4 separate regions of the Mus musculus genome follow, and regions 1, 2 and 3 are each linked to region 4. A link is a contact called in public HiChIP or PLAC-seq, capture Hi-C and promoter capture Hi-C data. All regions are on one chromosome and are shown on one strand. Each heading gives the region's core, a stretch centred on a gene start, on an enhancer-like site or on the middle of the called end of the contact. The rest is flanking DNA. Distances are from core to core; before and after follow the strand shown.

What was found. Promoter capture Hi-C pulls out the DNA fragments that hold promoters and counts their contacts. HiChIP or PLAC-seq counts read pairs in DNA pulled down with a chosen protein or histone mark. Capture Hi-C pulls out chosen DNA fragments and counts their contacts.
Region 1: a contact with region 4 is called in an H3K27ac HiChIP or PLAC-seq map of embryonic stem cells, with 8 times the contacts expected there. The contact joins the promoter of Msl3l2 here to the promoter of 4930467K11Rik in region 4. A contact is called at or near these places in 8 of 39 promoter capture datasets (cranial neural crest, embryonic stem cells, hippocampal neurons and 4 more), 3 of 484 Hi-C or Micro-C datasets (muscle stem cells and uterus), 12 of 115 datasets of contacts at active chromatin or transcription factors (astrocytes, cardiomyocytes, embryonic forebrain and 5 more) and 3 of 9 other capture datasets (adipose tissue, liver and pancreatic islet).
Region 2: a contact with region 4 is called in a promoter capture Hi-C map of liver, with 3 times the contacts expected there. The contact joins the enhancer-like site here to the promoter of 4930467K11Rik in region 4. A contact is called at or near these places in 4 of 39 promoter capture datasets (the 3T3-L1 cell line, embryonic stem cells, hippocampal neurons and 1 more) and 5 of 115 datasets of contacts at active chromatin or transcription factors (embryonic stem cells, extraembryonic endoderm stem cells and stem cell-derived neural progenitor cells).
Region 3: a contact with region 4 is called in a capture Hi-C map of embryonic stem cells, with 12 times the contacts expected there. The contact joins the promoter of Gja1 here to the promoter of 4930467K11Rik in region 4. A contact is called at or near these places in 14 of 39 promoter capture datasets (the 3T3-L1 cell line, 3T3-L1-derived adipocytes, cranial neural crest and 7 more), 15 of 484 Hi-C or Micro-C datasets (cardiomyocytes, cerebral cortex, embryonic fibroblasts and 5 more), 26 of 115 datasets of contacts at active chromatin or transcription factors (the NIH/3T3 cell line, the SCID.adh cell line, astrocytes and 11 more) and 4 of 9 other capture datasets (adipose tissue, embryonic stem cells, liver and 1 more).

Annotation. Positions count from the first base shown.
Region 1 is chr10:56,105,183-56,108,444 of GRCm38.p6, forward strand. Msl3l2 (MSL3 like 2) reads left to right here and starts at 1,735. Exons shown (of 2, transcript NM_001163833.1): 1 at 1,735-1,847. All of the region lies in intron 22 of Tbc1d32 (TBC1 domain family, member 32), which reads right to left.
Region 2 is chr10:56,438,563-56,442,225 of GRCm38.p6, forward strand. It overlaps Gm36595 (predicted gene, 36595), which reads left to right. Exons shown (of 5, transcript NR_152769.1): 2 at 1-88; 3 at 1,102-1,211. Among named protein-coding and RNA genes, the nearest start is that of Gm36595, 8.4 kb to the left of the region's middle. Within about 2 kb of position 1,664, at least 8 of the 459 cell types and tissues checked have an H3K27ac peak or open chromatin away from gene starts, as enhancers often do. A contact at or near this core is called in extraembryonic endoderm stem cells and liver, where this site is marked.
Region 3 is chr10:56,375,720-56,379,101 of GRCm38.p6, forward strand. Gja1 (gap junction protein, alpha 1) reads left to right here and starts at 1,581. Exons shown (of 2, transcript NM_010288.3): 1 at 1,581-1,799.
Region 4 is chr10:57,484,834-57,487,998 of GRCm38.p6, forward strand. 4930467K11Rik (RIKEN cDNA 4930467K11 gene) reads right to left here and starts at 1,520. Exons shown (of 4, transcript NR_045353.1): 1 at 1,350-1,520; 2 at 206-241. Hsf2 (heat shock factor 2) reads left to right here and starts at 1,552. Exons shown (of 12, transcript NM_008297.3): 1 at 1,552-1,768. The coding sequence starts at 1,676.

The DNA.
Region 1 (3,262 bases), core at 485-2,984, 1.4 Mb before region 4:
GAAAGAAGATGGAATCAACTAGAGATCATGTTAAGCAAAATGAGCTAGACCCAAAAAAAAACAATGTATAAAATGTTTTCTTACATGTGGTTCCTAGATTCTATTTAGATTCCCCTTCCCCCTCCCCCTTTCCTGTGTGTGCATGTGACAATGAGACAATCTGAATGAAGGAAGGCAACTAGAAGGAGAGGGAAGAGGAAGAAATATGAAGGTATGGAGGTAAAATACAGCAAAGCACATGGTACACTTCAAACAGCTTCATAAAACTCACCAATAAATAAGGTGAGGACATCAAGAAAACTAGGGTTATTCTTAGAGAACTCTTTATTTACTCTTTTCTATTGGTCTTCTCCTTATATTTTTCATTTACTTTGTTATATGACAATATCGTATGGGCATATGATATAAAGCAATTACTAGCTAGCTCTCCAATATTCCTTCTTATCTCCCTCTCTTCTCTATCAACCCTTCTGTATCCCTACCAGTTCCTTTCTGGATTCATGACGGTTTTTGTTCTGTTCTGTGACCCATTTCATTTAATCAGATCCCCCTGTGTGCTCATTGATTATACACTGATTCCTAGTAGAGTGAGAAGTGCTCTGTTCAACCATCTTCTAAAATAAATCTCCTGATGATTGTTTCCTGAGCCCCTGGCCGTTATTTCTACTCATCAGTCAAGGCCCATAAAGCTATAAAAATCAATACCTAAATGCTTATCTTTCCAGACAAAGCAAATAAGTAGACAGTGTACTTTAAAATCCCCTCTTTTAGATATCCATGGTCAAAAGATCAGTAACTGCAGGTGTAGCACATAATACCATCTATAAGCCAGACTTAGTCATTTTTTTCTTCTGTAGCTAGAGAAAATTTCACATAAACTAGAGATTACGCTGCACATATAATTCATATGTTCATAAAATTTACTGTGTTCTTTGGGTCAGTTTAACCTTATTTTACAAAAGTGCCACTTTCTTTGATAGCTGAGTGTAACGTGCCCGAATAATTGAAGATTCACTTCTATTTCTGACAGGTTCTCTCTTGCCCCCGCTGTCTTCAAGAAGCGAGGGAGCAGACAGCAGAGAGGATACATATGAAGTACTCTGTAAACTCGGTATTACCAGCCTTTAAACGGGATGAAGCAACGTAAAAATAGATCACCACGAAGGATTTAAATGAAACAGGTTTGCACTCAGTAGATGCAGGATACTCGTGTTATAGTTCTGGGAAGTGTTTATAGCTCAAATACGTCTTGGGATGTAGACGCATCATCTGAGAGAGCATCGCAGTAAGTCTGCCTGTCAGGAACTGCAGATCGCCTAGAAGCCTGGAGCTGTGGGAAAAAGTGTGTGGGTGGGTGGGTGGGGGTGGGGGGGCTCGGGTCTTAAAGGCTGGAAGCAGGGCCTACGAAGACCACTGTCCTTCCTGCTGCTGTGTTGGCTAGCGTCAACTCAGTATCAACTATAGCCATTTTGGAGGAGGAAACCCCTAATTGTGAAAATGTCTTCAGCGGATTAGCCAAAGGACAAGCCTGTCAAGCATTCTCTTGATTGATGTTTGATGTGGGAGGGCCCTAGTCTCTGGAGGCAGTGCCACCCGTTGGGCTGTAGCCATTTCCTCCAAGTTGAAACATCTTCTCCTGGAGGGAGGGGGCGCTAGAGAGTCGGGAAGTAAACCAGACAAATCCGGTGAAAACTGAAACTAGCAAGATTCTCAAGGTCCCCACCCCCTCTCCTCCTGGGCTTCAAAAGCAGTCGAAAACTGCGGGGTGAGAAAGGATTGCACGGTTGGCTAGGATTCCCACAGCGAGCAGTTCGGTTGCAGTTTTCCTGAATCCCCACCTTGATGAGGTAAGCTTTTCAGAGATGCAGCTGCTTTTGAGCTTCCCTGACCCCACTGACCAGCACTGGATTCTGGATTTCCATCCCATAATTAGTTGTCAATGCCCTCTCTGGGCTAAGCAGACATAGACTGTGGTTCTCTAAATACGTCTCATGGGACAAAGTGTCTGGAGAGGTATTCTAGAGGCATATGTTAGAGGTATTTTGCCACATTTCCACATCTCATAGCACTGAACAATAAGGGAATTGTTGGCTATAGGGAACTATGCCACCAAGAGTAAGCTAGGGTCTAGAGAACCCCCTTAGCAAGTCCTGAGAACACCCATCTAGCACCCAAAACCAACACAAGATTAATGCAGCATAGTGGGGGGCTCAAACCCCACAAAATACAGCCTTAGACACAGAAGCCTATAAGCAGCTGAGACTGAATAGGAAACAAAAGTAGATATAATGTAGGGAAGTTAAAGATACCAGTTCAAACTTCACAGTAGACGGGAGAATTTTCCAGCTGGGCTGGAGAGATGGCTCAGTGGTTAAGAGCACTGGCTGCTCTTCCAGAGGTCCGGAGTTCAGTTCCCAGCAACCACATGGTGGCTCACAACCATCTGTAATATAATTTGATTCTCTCTTCTGGTGTGAATGAAATAAATAAACAAACAAATCTTAACCAATAATAGTAGTAGTAGTAATAATAATGATAGATAATTGTACCAGGCATGCTTGTCTCTGTAAAGTATAAACTCTATAATAATCATTAGATTTTTTTGCCATCTGTACTTCCTTTCTCATCTAAGGTACTTACTGATTTTGTGATTTAGACTACATGTTTACATATAGGAAGAGATTACAAGTGAACTTGGGAAAAACTGGAATTCACCAGCTATGGGACAACAGTTAAAGACTTTTTGATAAACTACTTACTTAAACTGTAGGTGAGACAGTGTTTCATTGGAGGATTTTAGTTCTCTCAGGCTTACAAGACTAAAGCTAAAGTACTTGGTGATGCCTGACAAGAATTACTGTAAATATTAGACATTACTATTAAAGATACTATATCTTTGTGACAATACTCTTGATACAAATTATTTCCAGACCCCATTTGAAAAAACTAAGCAAAGAAGTGATTTTAGGAATTCTAGAAAAAATAAATATGGGAGGGAAAAGAAATCACTCTATAGTTTTGAGAATCCTTACCTCAGTATTTCTCAAAAGTGAGCTTGCCAAACTGTGGAAGTCCACAGCTGCCAGGCTGAGGTAGAGGCTTCAGGGACTCTGAAGACAAACTAACAAGGATTGAACTGATTTCAATGCAGCTTCTTGTTGAGAGGTCTCTAATCTTTAGTATTCCTATACTCTTGTAAATCCAAAAAGTTATGTATGAGTGCTCCCCTACCACCCCACTAAAGTGCTAATGCATTTATCTT
Region 2 (3,663 bases), core at 414-2,913, 1.0 Mb before region 4:
ACCCTTGAAGTCGGGATCCTCAAACCTCCATGTTCCAAGTGCTGCACTTACAGGCGTGTGACATCTTGCTGAGCTTAAAACCTTGAGGGTAAGTTTTGAGGGTATGTGGACGATGCACTTTATTAAGAAATTTCCTATCTTGGAAGACCTGAAGCTAGTTTAAAATTTCAATGTTCTAACACCAAGAAGTAAGAAGGAAAACATTGCCTTATTTACAGAGCAGGATAGTTCACCTCATAGGATATATGTGGATAAAATTATGTCACAGTATATTTTTTTTTCTATTGTGACAGAGTCTGTATATATTGCCAAAGTGGCCCTCAGATGCTTGGCACTCTCACTTCAGCTTCTGGAGTAGCTAGGAATAATAGTAGTAGAGGGCACAGCCAAGCTTGCCTCTGAGAGAGATAATAGCTATTCACAAAGACCGGCCATTTTGAGGGCATACTTGTGTAGAGATATTTAATGTGTAAATTATCAATAGCTGTACAAACTGAAAAAAGATACTCCATGCATATTAGAATGTGCCTTTAACCCCAGCACTTGTAAAGCAGAGGCAGGGGAATCCCTGTGAATGTAAGACCAGCTTGGCCCAACATAGTGAAGTTTAGGCTAGTGGATGCTATATAGCGAGATCCTGTCTCAAGAAATCAAAATAAACCAGGCAGTGGTGCCACATACCTTTAACTCCAGCACTTAAGAGGCAGAGGCAGGCTAATCTCTGGGTTGGAGGCCAGCCTGCTCTACAGCATGAGTTCTGGCAGGGCCAGGGTCACACAGAGATGTCCTGTTTTTGAAAATCCAACCAACCAAATGACCAACAAACAAAAATTTAGAATAAAGTGAACAAAAAATAAAGGGTGCTATAGAACATTAACAATAAAATGATTGTTACTGTTAACCAAATCCTTGATACTTACAATTACTTACAAATCAACACACAAACTGGCATTTAAAACAAAGACCTTAAGACATACTTTAACAATAGGTGGAAGCATTAATTTAACACGTTGGCTTTTACTTTGGTACATCATGAAGCTTCTGAAAAATGTTCCTCATCTTTTGTGTTTGATTGGAGTGTTCCACCTGATTCTCCTTTAGGAGCTGACAATCCGGAATGATGGAGCCTTCTGTGTGACTTTAAGGGTGTGCCCTGGAGACTATTCAAGCTGTAGCTGAATGTTGACCTGTGCTGTTGGAGGCAGTTCCAGGTTTGCTATCTCTGCCACCCCTCAGAGCTGTGCTATCAGCTTTGGGCAGGACTGAGTCTGGTGGTGGGGATTTTAGGGCAGAGGAGAAGGCAAGGGAGGCACGTGGTTTTCTTCAAAGTTTAAAAAATAAAAATGTAGCTGAGTGAAAACTTGTTCTAAGTTCGATGTGTTTCCGCTATGGACTCTATTTAAATCCCCTGGTTTGGACAAGCTGAAGAGTCAGTTTATCTAACAGATGAAGGTGCAGGACAGGATGTCATTCTAACTGATGCTCGCTTTGTTGACATTTCAGACAAACTCTGGACTTTTTATGTAAATACAATCCTCACCATATTTTTAACTTAGCTGATAAAGTTATGGCTAGGGGCGGAAGGGCTCGCTGGCCATGTGGTTCCAGGCTGAGGCTGTGTGCCCAGACGTTTGTCTTTTAAACTTTCATGCTGATCTTGTTTAGCAGAAATAAGACAGACTTTTTGAGAACTGAGAATGAAGGATATACAAAGGACAGGAGGTGGTGACAGAGCTGGGACCCGGAACAGTTTAAAAACAACCATATCTTTAAAAAAAAAAAAAAAAAAAAAAAGTGGAAGGGCGGAGGCCGGAAAAGCCGTCTCACAGGCTTTATTCGCTGGGCTTTTTAGAAGTGTTGTCCTATAGCCCGGTTGCCTTGAAACTCTGTATGTAGCTGAGATTAACCTTGAATTTCTGACCCTCTGCCTCTACCTCCCAGGAATTACAGGCCTGAGTAAATACTCCTAGATTTACAGTGTATTGGGGCTCAAAGCCAGGGCCTTTGCTTGTCTCACAAACATTCAACAAATGGAGCTATACCTCAGTCCTTTGGGGGGGGGGGGTTGTTTTGCTTTGTTTTGTTTGAGACTGATACTGTGTAGCCCAGGCTGGACTCAACTCACCTCCTGGATTTCATGTACTACAATACCCATCTTAAGAGGGAAGAGAGAGAAGGGGAGGGAAATGGAGGGGGGGGAGGAGATTTGAGAAGAATAAAGAGAGTAGGTGGGATGGAGCAGTGTGTAAATATGATCAAGAAACAATTGAGAGCTTTTAATGTACCAAAAGGAGAGTCTCAGCGTTGGCCCTGCCCACATCGTGATTCAGTGTGTGTGTGTGTGTGTGTGTGTGTGTGTGGTGGCCCTTGATGAAAGTGACGTCACTGTGGAGTAGGGAGACTTGAGCAGCGGTTCTGTGTAGGTTTTAGCAAGTAGTCCTGGGCAGTCAGGTGCGGGGTCTCCAGCCTCTGCCTTCCTTACCCACCCTAATTCTTCCTGCCTAAAGAAAATGAGTCATGTATACTAGGCCTGGGGATGTAGTTTTGTGGTAGAGCTCTGACCTAATGTATGAAGCCATGGGTTTGGTTCTAGACCAGCTCTACCACCCCCCACCCACACTCCACCCCCCGGCACAAAGCCCTCTGAGTCCACTTCTGGGAACACATCTGGAGTTCCCAACAGGAAGCTACAAAAGTTCACCAAGATAATTAAGGAACTACAGTTACTTATACACCAGAAACTTTGTCAGTGAATTCTGTTTGGAAGCAAAGCCCTATACTAGAATAAAGATATGCTCTGCATGTAGAGAGATTTAGAATTCCTGGGCTGATATAAAAGAAAAGAAAAAGAAAACAAACCTTTGTTGGCTTGCTTTTTAATTTTTTTCTTTAAATATACTGTATCATGTAAAAAATTGTAAATAAATAAAATATACTACACACCAAAAGACTATATAACTTAGTAAGCGCGCTCTCTCTCTCTCTCTTTCTTTCTCTCTTTCTCTCTTTCTCCAGACAAAGTTTTTCTATGTAGCCCTGGCTATCCTGTAACTGTCTCTGTAGACTAGGCTGGTTTAGAATTCAGAGATTTGCCTGCTTCTATCTGACAAGTGCTTGGATTAAAGGTATGCACTACCACTGCCTTGGTCCCTGAGCTTCTACACCGTTAGAATAGGCACTTGGACTGGAAATTTTAAAGACTGGTCTCATGTAGCCCAGGTTGGCCCCTTACCCTCTGAGAATGGCCTTGAGTTTTTGTTCCTTCTACCTCTAGCTCCCACATGCTGGGGTCTCAGGGGTCTACCACCCTTCCCAGTCTTATCTGGCGCTGGGAATGAATCTAGAGCATTGTGCTTGTTAAGCAAAATACCCCATCCGCTGAGTTGTATCACTAACCTCCCTTGTTCCTTTGTCTCTGTCTGATTCTCTTTCTGCTGTGGACTAAATCTAGGGCTTTGTTCTTGCTATTTACCATAGCGTTAAATCCTCAATATCTTCAAAACTTTTTAAAGGATTTATTATTATTATTATTGTTGTTGTTATTGTTGTTGTTATTGTTAGAGAAGGTCTCTGATTTAGTCAGTGTCCTGTGGCTGGGAAGAGACACCATGACTACAGCAAATCTTATAAATAAAAACATTTAATTGGAGCTGGTTTAAAGTT
Region 3 (3,382 bases), core at 331-2,830, 1.1 Mb before region 4:
AACAAAAACAGAAACTCTAGGAGCTGGAGAGATGGCTCAGTGATTAAGAGCACTAACTGCTCTTCCAGAAGTCCTGAGTTCAATTCCCAGCAACCACATGTTGGCTCACAGCCATCTGTAATGAGATCTAAAGCCCTCTTCTGGTGTGTCTGAAGAGTTACAGTGTATTTATATACATAAAATAAATAAATCTTTTTTTAAAAAAATCTAATGTCACATTATCACATTCATTGCTGGACATAAAGCCTTGAAAGTCCGATTATAGTTTCTGCATCTGTAACATTACTTCCCTTCTTTAAGTTAAAGACAAAGGAACCTCAAAAGTAAGAGAACATGCTGGGGTCTTAAACTGTGAGGTTTTAAATGGCACTCCCTTAGTCATCCTAGTGAGAGGGTGCTTCGGCAGGAAAATGTTTCCCAGGAAGTCTTCGCCATCCTTTGTTCTGCTATTTACATTAGTGTGAGACGTTCAGCTCCATCAGGTGATGCCTATACAAAGGCCTAACTCCAGGAGCGCCGCTGAAGCCTGTTTATCGCCCTATCACAAGCCCTCGTGGGGGGCATCTGGGAACCCTCAAAGGAGCTGCCCACCCTAGGAATGAGGTCATATGACTCAGGCTTTCATAAACCCCATCAGGTATGATGAGAGAGGCATGAAGCTGTGGGCAGGCAGTCACCAGGCCCACATCTCTTCCCTGAAAGTGCTTCCGAGGGACAGGATTGGAAGAGAGAAAGAAGTTTTGAGACAGGCTGTGTCTGGCAACTCTGGTCTGCAGCGGTTAGAAGGAAGAGGAGGAGGGGGACAATTCTGGCATCTCCCTGCCGATTTAAATGTTAAATTGTAGGCATAAAAAAGACTAAGATATGGATCTTCACTTCCTTGGAGATTGGGTTGAGGTCCTATCAACGTTTCAGACAAGAGTTACATACATGATATATTATTTTTATTCATAGTATAGAACATGTATCTTCTTGTTGTTAATTAAAAGAATAAGGAAAACTACCTAAAGCAGCAGAGAAACTGAAGAGTAGACATCCCACTCCACGGGTCTGGTTGTGAAATGCCTTTCCCATGCCCACCGCCTCTTTCCTTTGTTAATTGTCCGGGTTTAAGAGGAAGAGAATTAGGTCATAAGAAAGATCACTCACACCCACCTCAAGCTTCACACACCTTGGGCAACCCAGAACAAGTCTGCACGAGTTCACCTTGTCTCCCCCCCCATTTTTATTTATTGTAATATTATTATTATTATCATTATTATTTAGGAAATGTGACCTAAAAGGGACATCTTCTCACTGCCCGTGGTCATCTCCTGAAGGAATGACCCATCCAACAGTTTTTTTTTTTAATCTGTGAGGAGTCACAGCCCCGCAGTAGCTGACGTACATCTAGAGCTATTTCTTACTTTTTTTCCCCTTCTCGTCAGCACATTGAAACTACAACTTTATCTTGACCAGGTTGCTTCTTCTGCCTGCTCAGCTCCACGCTCGCCAGCCTCCACTCCACCTCCTCCCCGCCTTTTCTTCCTCCCTCCCCTTTCTCCTAGCCCCTCCTTCCAGTTGAGTCAGTGGCTTGAAACTTTTAAAAGCTCTGTGCTCCAAGTTAAAAAACGCTTTTACGAGGTATCAGCACTTTTCTTTCATTGGGGGAAAGGCGTGAGGGAAGTACCCAACAGCAGCAGACTTTGAAACTTTAAACAGACAGGTCTGAGAGCCCGAACTCTCCTTTTCCTTTGACTTCAGCCTCCAAGGAGTTCCACCACTTTGGCGTGCCGGCTTCACTTTCATTAAGTGAAAGAGTAAGTTTTGAAAAAAAGAAAAACCCACTTTACCTAGTAGCGTCTCTTTCTGTAAGGGAAACTCTTCTATGCTTTGTAAATGCGTTGCGTCTTTGACTTAGGATACTGTAAGTAGAACGACGATCTTCAAAGTGCCTTTGTCATTTCCACGTGCTGAGTTTGATTTGGGTTTGTTTAAAAAGTTCCGCTGAGAGTGCAACAGGTAAAAGGCTCAAACTTTTTCCAACTAGAGTGAAGGAAGGACCAAGTTACTAAACTTAGTTCTTTGTTATGGAGCCTAACTTCACTTTTCTGTAGTCGCCAATGGAGAAGGTGTTGCGGGGGTGGGGGTGATGGGGGGGCACCTCAGTCAACTTTGCTTAGCCTGCTTCCTATAGTGCTGGACACTACACGCTTCTTTTTTTTCTTATGAAAATCCGGTCGCCTGTTCTACTGCCTTGAAACTGCAGACTCCTTTTGTAACAGAGTGCTTTGTTGAGACGCTGCGGCAGCAGTTGACTTCCACGTGGTTCTCTCTTAGACTTTTCAGGACTAAGCCACTAAATACGTAGACCAGGGTGCTGCGGTTAGAGTTTTTAGACCAACAGTGGGTACTTTGTGCAAGCCTGTGCGATGCTACGGGATGAACCTCTTAGCCTGCACAGCCAGCATTTTTTTTTAATACTCCACGCTGGCAACTCCGGGCGCGAGAAATCTTGAATGGGTGGTGGTGACTTACGGAGAGTTAGAGGAAGAACGGGCGTTTAGAAACAGTGTGTGCCAGGTTGCTTTTCCAAAATCAACTGCTAGAACGCGAGCTCCTAGAAGGAATGGGGAAAAGGGATTTTTAGAGCTGCGCTTTTAGAAAGAGCTGCCCCCTCTCCACCCCCAACTCCTCCTGCGTGCCCGGACTTGTAGTGACTTCAGAGCTGTTAGGACAGTTTTGAATTGGAGCCATCAGAGGGTGCAAAGCACTAAGCAAAAATGATGCTAACGTGCAGCTTGAAGGGGGTCCGTCTTAAAGCTTTTATTTTTAATTGGTAACACATTCTGTAAAGCACTTTGACCGGCCTAAATCCACACCGAAGTATCAGGGTGGGTCTGTATTGAAGGGCTTTTTTTTCTGTACCAGACCAGGCCGAGTCGTTGTGAAGTGAAAGCTTTAGGGCAGAGGATGGCACGGGCCCCTCCTGCCCAGTCTTAGCATCATCACGGGCTCCGTTCGCGCTTCCCGCAGCCTCCCAGCTTCGCGGTCCAGACGGCTGGCTGCGGAGGGGGGGAGGGGAGGCCAGGCTCGCGGCCCGACGGTCAGAAAGCAAGTGGGCGACTTTATTAAAGTTGTCAGTCTGAAGTCCCCCGCGCCCTCCCAGTCGCCTTTTCACGGTTTCTCTGCCTAAACTCGTCGGGTGGCTGAGTGGAGCCCCTGGGAAGGTCCCCTAAACACCTAGGGAGTCCCGGTGCTGGTAAATGCACTTGTAACACTCCTGGAAACTCTTGAAATTCCCCAAGAATGAGGCGGGGCGGAAGAAGGAGGGGCAAAGAAGACCCTTCGAGAAACCCTGCCATAGCTACTGACGTGTGCTGAGGCAAATCCGTTCAGGATT
Region 4 (3,165 bases), core at 270-2,769:
TTATCTGCTGTAACTACAGCAGGATTTTCACTGCCATTTTCTCTGTGAGGCTCTGGGACTGAAAATATTCCCAAACTGAGGTAAAGCAACCCATCATCGCATTGGAATGTGCTTGGAAACTTCTAGCTAACCCACTCTGGGAATCTGGCTACAGAGTTGGTTCTGATTAGCTTTGTGTAACTGGTTGAATAGAATTTGTACCAACCTGAATCAGACCCTTTGAAGCTTCCTCTTTGGGTTGCTGTGAGGATTAAATAGGATAAGACATGCAAAGCCCTTGTCACATAAGACCTCATCAAATATTAGTCTTTTTTTTTAAAATCACAGTTACCCCATCATATATCCCCATCATATATCCAAACAGTGCTGTATGACTGTGTTCAGTATATGCTTACTGAAAAAGTTGTCTGTCTGTCTATCTATCTATCTATCTATCTATCTATCTATCTATCTATCTATATTTCTTGCCATTAGCCCAGGATACCTGGAGCTCACTATTTAACCCAGGTTGACCTCCACTGCTCCACAGTTCTACCTCAGCCTCCAGAGTGCTTGACTTACAGATTCCAGACACTATGATCAGCTATTAAGTAACAAACAAAACAAAACAACAACAAAAAAAGTTTTTTAAAAAATCTTTTTTTCAGAGATCCACGTTATTATAGCTACTCTTCACGGGTAGAAAGTCTTATTGTCAATGAAGAAATGGGAAATTTCGCTCAAGAAGCTGTTCCGAATCACATTTTGCCTGAGGAAACCCCTGTGAGGTACATGCAGAACAATCATTTTGACTCAGATACTCTAAAACTAGACTCGTTGCTTTTGAACTGGGCTTATGACAGGCACCTGATGCTTGCTGAGTTGAGAAAAGCATATAAGATGCTCTTAACAGATGCTGGCTCCTAATAGTACACACACACACACACACACACACACACACACACACACACAATAGCAAGTACTTCACAAATAGGGAACTATTATTCATGCTTCAGGTTTTGATAAAACTGTCCTTAAATGAGCTATTTTTCTCCCCATGAAAAATGTATAGAAAAGCTCATTGTCTTTAAGATAGTTTCAACCAGGGGCCTAGCACATCTGCTCACAAGCAGCTCACTGCCCCATGTGATGTATTCCTTCCTTTAGATTGGAGCAAATTACTCTTCGCCGGTCAAACTTATGAGTCAACTGCCCTTGGGCTTCTCTGCACTCTGCCAGCCACAGCCGGTGCACCCAAACCCTTTCCATGCGAATCCACTAAACAAGGTTTCCCTGGACCCAATATCATTCCCTAAGAGAGTACCCTGCCTAAAAGGTAACAGAGAAGGCTGAACCACTCTTGGGCCCACCCCTCCTCGCGGCAGCAGCCAATCGCTTTGCTCTGTAGTGCATCCGAAGCCTTGGATTGGACTCGCTGAGACCGGGCGCGGGAGTAGAGCGCAGGGGTGGAGCGCGAAGCCTTGTCCATCACGTGCGGCCGCGGGGTCTCTCCGCCTTCACCGCGCGCCCCGCGGCGCCGAGGGGGCGGAGCCCGAGATCCGCCGCGCCTGCGTGGTGTGCGTTCCCCGGAGCAGCAGCTGCTGCCACCGCCGCTGCTGCCGCCGCCGCCGCCGCCGCCGCCGCTGCGACCTCCGCGTTCGGTAGTAGAATTTGGAATCCCTGCACCGGGCTAACAATGAAGCAGAGTTCCAACGTGCCGGCTTTCCTCAGCAAGCTGTGGACGCTTGTGGAGGAAACCCACACCAACGAGTTCATCACCTGGAGTCAGGTAGGGTCGGGGACGCGGTGGCCTCGGGTCCCCCTTGTCGAACCGGCTCGGCTCGGCTCGGCTCGTTTCGGCTCGGCTCGGCTGGGCTGGGTTGGGCTGGGCTGGGCTGGGCTCGGCTTCTCCCGCGGCCTGCGGCGGCGCGCGGCCTCCCCACCTCGCGCGGACCCCCGGCTTTGTGTGCGCGGCGAGCCGGGCCCCGCAGGCTCCGTTCTCCTCCGGCCGCGCGCCGTGGGGGAGGGGCGCCCTGGTAACGGTCCCGCCGGCCCGGGGAGCTCGGAACCGGCCCCGGCGGCGCGTTCTGCACACTCATCCTCAGTCGTCTGCTCGCCGCGGGGCGCGGAGGTCGCGGAGCCCCGGGAGAGCGGGCGAGCGGGCTAGTGAGCGAGCACAGGTCTTATCTAAAGAAATCACCTCCGCGGGGATTGCTTGCCCTGGCGTCTGGGATCTTTTATGATGATAATGGGAAAATGTGCAGACTCCGACTGCTCTTGCCTTGAGCTTTTAAATTTTATTTATGTATTTTATTTATGTAGTTTTAACATAGAAATTTCCCAGTTATTGTTTTGAGACTGGGTCGTTTCTTTAAAATAATTCAAGTAAAAGTGCCTGTAGACTATGCTTAGTAACTTAGCGGCTTGGAGTTAAAAACCGAGTCGTTAAATTTCACAGAATAGTTGCCGGCATAGTGGTTTGTGGTTGCCTTGATCAGTTTGATCCAGATCCTCCTTATAAATAAAGATGACCTTAATCAAGCCCGGTATCTTGCCTGGTCTAAGTTATGTGTTAGATTGATGCGTTGCCTAGGTGACCCAAGACCCCCTCCCCCCAGTTCCACACAAAGATTCTTTGCAGAGTGATTCTTTACATCACTTGTGCCTTTCCTTTGCTAGACTCGCAATGCTTGGATTGTTCAAATCTCTTCATGAAGGGGATCGGCTCCTCTTACTGGAGTTGATGACTTATTCAGGGTATTTTCATGTTCACAGTTTTTGAGATGAGTAAGTGGGAAATACCTAGCTATATGTCAAATAAATGTTATCTCCTCCGTTTCATTTGTGCCCTTTTCTGTTGTTAAAACTAGTTTTCACCCTTGCCTGCTTTTAGGAGGTAACAGCAATAGAATATACCTGATATTTGGACAACTATGTCACTGAATTTTTGCTGAGTATTAGTGCCAAGTTTTAAAAATTTCTTTCTAGGATTTAATTTTCGTGTGTATTGTCACATAGGTGCCCCACCCCCAACCCCTGCTGGTTGTGTAGACTAAGCAATTGATTAATTTGATACATTGGTACAAAGAAGTGAAAATAAAGAAAGGCAGCTAACCAGCATGAACTTAAAATAAACAGACGGCTCATGCTTTTCATCAGGCAGAAGGATTAAAGGTTGACGAGACC